Linked DNA regions of Gossypium hirsutum: region 1 is linked to region 2. Evidence: chromatin contacts called from public Hi-C data. All regions are on one chromosome and are shown on one strand. The core of a region is the stretch at or near the end of the contact, and the rest is flanking DNA. Distances in the headings are between cores, read along the strand shown.

Evidence for each region. Hi-C and Micro-C count contacts between places; a contact is called where the count stands out from the background.
Region 1: a contact with region 2 is called in a Hi-C map of leaf, with 2.8 times the contacts expected there. The contact joins the enhancer-like site here to the promoter of LOC107952073 in region 2. A contact is called at or near these places in 2 of 34 Hi-C or Micro-C datasets (callus and leaf).

Annotation. Positions count from the first base shown.
Region 1 is chrA02:47,857,844-47,860,799 of Gossypium_hirsutum_v2.1, reverse strand. LOC107951155 (ubiquitin-conjugating enzyme E2-17 kDa) reads left to right here. Exons shown (of 5, transcript XM_016886088.2): 5 at 1-306. The coding sequence ends at 124. Among protein-coding and RNA genes, the nearest start is that of LOC107951155, 4.4 kb to the left of the region's middle. Within about 2 kb of position 1,314, at least 7 of the 9 cell types and tissues checked have an H3K27ac peak or open chromatin away from gene starts, as enhancers often do. A contact at or near this core is called in leaf, where this site is marked.
Region 2 is chrA02:47,068,823-47,071,522 of Gossypium_hirsutum_v2.1, reverse strand. It overlaps LOC107952073, which reads left to right and starts at 1,389. Exons shown (of 4, transcript XM_041085612.1): 1 at 1,389-1,581; 2 at 1,889-2,700. The coding sequence starts at 2,561.

The DNA of each region.
Region 1 (2,956 bases), core at 65-2,564, 790 kb before region 2:
ACTCTTGACGGATCCGAATCCTGATGACCCATTGGTGCCGGAGATTGCCCACATGTACAAGACTGACAAGAGCAAGTATGAGACAACGGCTCGAAGCTGGACCCAGAAGTATGCGATGGGTTAACGTGCTACTACGCATGTAAAAAGGAGGGCTGCATTCCAAATAACTTTGGTCTTTAAATTAAAATGTGTAAGAATCAAATATGCGTGAACTGTCACCTCTATATTTAGTGGACCAAGCCCTGCTTGTTTGTATGGAAAATTATGTTTGAAACTAAAAAAAGAGCCCCCCCAACTCTTCTAATACCCTCTCGTTTCCAGTCTACCGAAGCCCTGGTGTTCTTGCCATTATTACTGAAAGCTTTAAAGACCTTTCCTTTGGTGTGCGTGTTGAAACTGGAATCTTTTGATGCTTAAAATGACGAATAAACATCCTGTTTGTAGAAGACGTTACCAAAAAGGTGTAGAAGTTTAATCTCGTAGGAGAGCAATCGGCCAATTCGGTTAAAAAACAACTCAAACTATTGATTTAAGCGATTTATCGGTCTAGTAAATCCAATCTTTTTTTTTCAAGGATGCGAAATAAAAAGACTAAAATCTTATATATTTATTAATGTATATTATTTATAAAGTTTTTTCATTGAATTGGTGTTATTAATCAATTGTGATTTAATTTAATTAGAAAATTACTAGAAAAATCATTTATTTACAAGCTAAGTTATATGAACGTTTTTAACTTTTTTATTTTTCTATAAAACTATAAAAAAATTATTCATAATAAGATTTGAACCAATATTTAGTGTACAGTTTTTTTTTTACCATTTGAATTAAAATAAGTTTTAGTTTTTATTTGAAACTTTAAGAAGAATATTTGTTACATATTTGTATATTTTATTTTTTTTTAAAAAGTCAATAAATTTTTTTCATGTGATTGGATTTGAACTTATGGTATTTCCAACAATAAAACATTAATTTTTACCACTGAACAAAAACTTTATTTTAATATGATTTTTACATCTTAATTTTATTTGCATGTTTTAATATCTATATATTTTATTATTTATTGTATACTATTTTCAATTTATGTTTTAAACTACGTGGTTTTCACATGTGTGATAAAATTTTTAATATCATAAATATATTTAAAACATAAAATAATATATATTAAAATCTTGTTAAAGTTATGAAAAATAACTAATAGATTTAACCTGTTTTAACTACTTATAAAACGGAATGCTAACCCTAATCTCTTATATATATACGTGGTGGGCTTTGATCGGTAAAGGTATGCGAGCCCAGACATAAGGCAATATCCAAAATTTGACCAAACCCATTGCATTGGTACACAGTATGTATTCATAGGCATGCAATAGAGCCCATTTTAAGTTTCTCTCCCTCTTGATATGATCATGAAGGTGCACATCATAGTTATTTGTCCTTTTTGCCAGCAGATTACAGATACATGTGGTACTGAGGAAACCATTGGAGGCCAAAAATTTGGTTAGACCTTTTTATATTCTAAACTGGAGATTTAAGGAATGGAGAAACTGAGACTTTGCTAAAGTCGTGTCCATAGTTTTCCATGGAAAAATCCTAGGGAAAAACCTAGGCCATCCCTATAAATCTGAAATAGCATGCCCACAATCCCCCACTTTAGCAGATGATCAGCTTCATCTGCGCTTTTCACGTTCTTGTTATTATTTAAAACAAAATTCTGGTTTAGTCATTCAAGAATTAATGTTTTTAATGTCTTTCAAAAAGGTGAAGTATGGTTATAAAATTAAATTTAACATCGGATCATCATTCCAAAACATCATGCTGGCCCCGTTGGATTGACATCACTCGCCCACCTCTCGTTCAACCTTCCACATCATGATCATGATGATTTTCTTCATCTTTGAATTTATTTCATACTAATTAACTCGGTAGTGGTATCAGTACCAATTGTATTGGTTGATATGTAGTGTTGTAATTGAAAATTTGGATTTATATTGATTGTACCTATACATTTCAATTAATTTTATTTTTACTGATAAGAATATTGTGTACAAACCGACAAATAGTCAATAAATTTGAATTAGCCTAAAACTATACATTGTTTCAATTCAAATACGATTTTGATAAAATTAAATTTAACTATAATATATATAAATATTAATATAGAAAAAATAATATTTTGTTATTTCTTAATTAATATAATGAATAATTGGTATAGCTTATGGGATGATCTAATTTTTTGATGTATAAATAAATTTTTTCTTGTTTATTTTAAATTTGTTGAATGATTGGTTGTATTTGTCAAGTTTATGAATAAGCATTTTATCATGCTTGTTGGACCACAAGCAGTAATCAATTGGTAAATCTGTTTGAACAACATGTTGAATTGACTTTTGAGTGAATTGCACAAAATCGGTTGTGTAACACCCTAATCCCGAATACGGAGTACTCGAATACTAAGGCGCTACATCAGGTCACCGGAGTAACCCAACAAAATTTTCAGATAATTTTAAAACATTGAAATACATTTTATATAAGAGAAAATACCATACATAGTTATACTGAAAATAGTAATAAAAGTAGTTATACAAAATATGTGGAGCTCCAATATCATCGTATATCAAAATAGTCAACATAACAAAAAAAGATAAATGAGTTACAGACCTACAAAAAAAATACAAGTAAGGCCTTAGGAATACAATGCCCACTAATAGATAAGGTACTGTATTATGAATACGTGAAGCTAGGAGTCTCTCGTCCCGATGTTCCTCGGACACGAACAAAAGTCTACAAATCTGAACATTAAGAAAATTCGAAGGCTGAGCTTTACAAGCTCAGTGGTACACAACAAATCTACCATACTTCAAGCAAATCATAAATATAAGCATGCAAATCAAATGTATACATAGAAACATGACATGAGCATCGAATAATTAAAACATGAGTCATTAAATCTACA
Region 2 (2,700 bases), core at 140-2,639:
ATACTGGTTTAGTAATTAACAAAATAAAAAATATCTCATAAATTCTAACTCAATGGTCCTATATTTTACTTACATAAAAAATAAAAAAAATTATGTTAAAATAACATAAATTATCAAAACAAAATAAACCTAATTGGACTATATGTTATTATTTGCATCTAATAATAAACAAAAAAATGTTAATAAAAAAATATAACAGAAACAAACCTCCACACTTTCTTTCAAACAAAAATAGTACCTTACAAAAATAATTTTTAAAAAAAATCAAACTATCAATAAATCAAAAACATTTGTCCAAAAATTCAAAAACAACAAAAATTAACATTTATAACTTATAAATCACAATAAACACTGAACTAAACGAATATTTTATGAATACTAAAAAATTACCTTTTTTGATATTTTTTGTTAAAATCCTAAACAAAATTCTCTTTTGATCTTTTTTTATATTTTTTTCAAACCCTAAACAAAACTCTCTAATCCTTTTTAACCTTAAAAAAAACCCCTTAATTCTTTTTTTCTATACCCTAATAAAAAAACCCTGTAATCGCCTTTTTATTCAAACCCTAAACTCTAACAAAATCCTTTTGTTCAAACCTCAAATCCTTAACAAATGTTTTTTTTTCCGGCTCTTCTCTATTTTGTAAATCTTTTTTTCTGTTTTTTTCCTTCTTCTCATTCTCTTCTCTTTTGATCTAATCTGTTTTCTTTTTTCTTTTTTTTTCTTTTTCACTTTGAGGGACCATGGTTATAAGGTCCCACAAACCCAATTTCACAAGACCTTAAGGGTCTCGTCCCATCACGACGCAGTAGTCGAGGGAATTAGGGTTGACACGATGCCACCTGTCAAGAGGGCTTCACCAGTGTCGCCTGGCACCCACCCTTCACCCAATTTTTTCGATTTTTCTTTTTGTTCATTTTCATTTTATATTTATTTTGTATTTATACTCACCTATTAAAAAAGTGTTTTTTTCACTATCAGTTAGAGAAGTCTGAAAATAGAGGTGGTGCCACCTATGCACCACCCTCTACCATCCCTGATATACCATTTTCGTAAATAATTCAGTTGGTTACCATTTTAGAATTTTTTTTTATATTATATATGCAAAAAAGCATAAATCTAAATTTGTTTTAAAGATAATTAATACCTAAACTTGAATATCTTACTTATATTGATACATGACTAATGTTGTTGGTTTTGTGTTCACACGTGCTATAAAAATATAAAAAAATTCGTAAATTAAAAAAGTTATTAATAATTAACGTTGCTTCAGAAACAGGAAAAGAAGATTTGCGATGCGATCCAAAACAAATGTCAATTATGCAACCTATATCCTTGGAACTCTGTTCCGTTTATATTATAACTCCTAAACGCCACCGTTTCCTTTCTCGGTTCAAAGTCTCCCTTTTTTTTCTCCCCCAGTTCCTATTCTGACTTTTTTTTTTTTAATCTACCCTTGTATGTCTGAGCTTCTTCTTTTTTCTCTAAAATATTGATGAAAAATCAAGTATTTCAAGTTTGGAAGTGGTGAATGTGGAAGCTGTCCAAATTAGTGTACAAAAAAAGGTCTCCTTTTTAAGGTTAGAAACCTTCAACCTCTTCTTCTTCTTCATATGTATTTAGACTGTTTTGAGGTTGCTTTTGATTAATTCTGTGATGAAAAGGTTCTTATTCTAGCACAAAAATTGGGTTTATGTTAAATATGGAAAGAAATTATGTTTCTTTGACGGGATTTTTTCTACTGCTAGTTGTTGTCGATTGCTCAAGTTCTGATCCAAAGGTGAGTTTTTTTTTTTAAAACGGAGAATGTTGATTAAATTGTTTAATTTCATTCATGGGATCAAATAAAATTTCTCATTGATTTTTCCTTTTTAGGGGAATGAACAGACTGGTTTAAATCAGAAATTAGATGGCACAGTGGAACCGGTGAAAGAAAATGGTAATTCTAAATCTGTTTCAGATTCAATTGGAATTAAAAACTTGAAAGGAAATGGAGGAGATCAAACTAATGGATCAAAATGAGATATTGGGAGTTTTACAAGTAAGAGTAATTTGAAACTGCAATCAGGTTCAAATGGAGGTGAGAATTTGGTGAAGGATGGGAAAGATTCAAGTAGTGAAGCAGAAGGAAAGTCAGACAATGAACAAGGAGGTGATATTGAGCACAAGGGTCGGGAAGAATCACATGTTGAAACCGGAGGAAAGACCAATGGTGGAGAAGGTGATAATGTGCAAAAGGCTTAGCAAGAATCACATTTTGATGCCGGAGGAAAGGCGGATGGTGGAAAAGGTGATAATGAGCACAAGGGTAAGGACGAATTGCGGTTTGAAGCCGGAGGAAAAGTGGACAATACAAAAGGTGATAACGAGTAAAAGGGTAAGGAAGAATCGCAGTTTGAAGCCAGAGGACAGGCAGATGGTGGAAAAGGCGATAAGGAGGGTCAGGAATCCAAAGGAGCAGTAGATGGTGCGAAAGAAGGTGATAATGAGCAAAAAGGTCAGAAAGAATCAAATCTTAAAACCAGAGGAGAGACGAATGGTGCAAAAGAAGGTGATAACATGCAAAAGGGTTTGGAAGAATCAAAACATGATAACAAAGGGAATACAGATGGTGAGATAGAAGGTAACAATGTGCCAAAGGATCAGGAAAAGTCAAATATTGAAGCCAAAGAAAAGATGGATGGTGAAGAAAAGGAAAA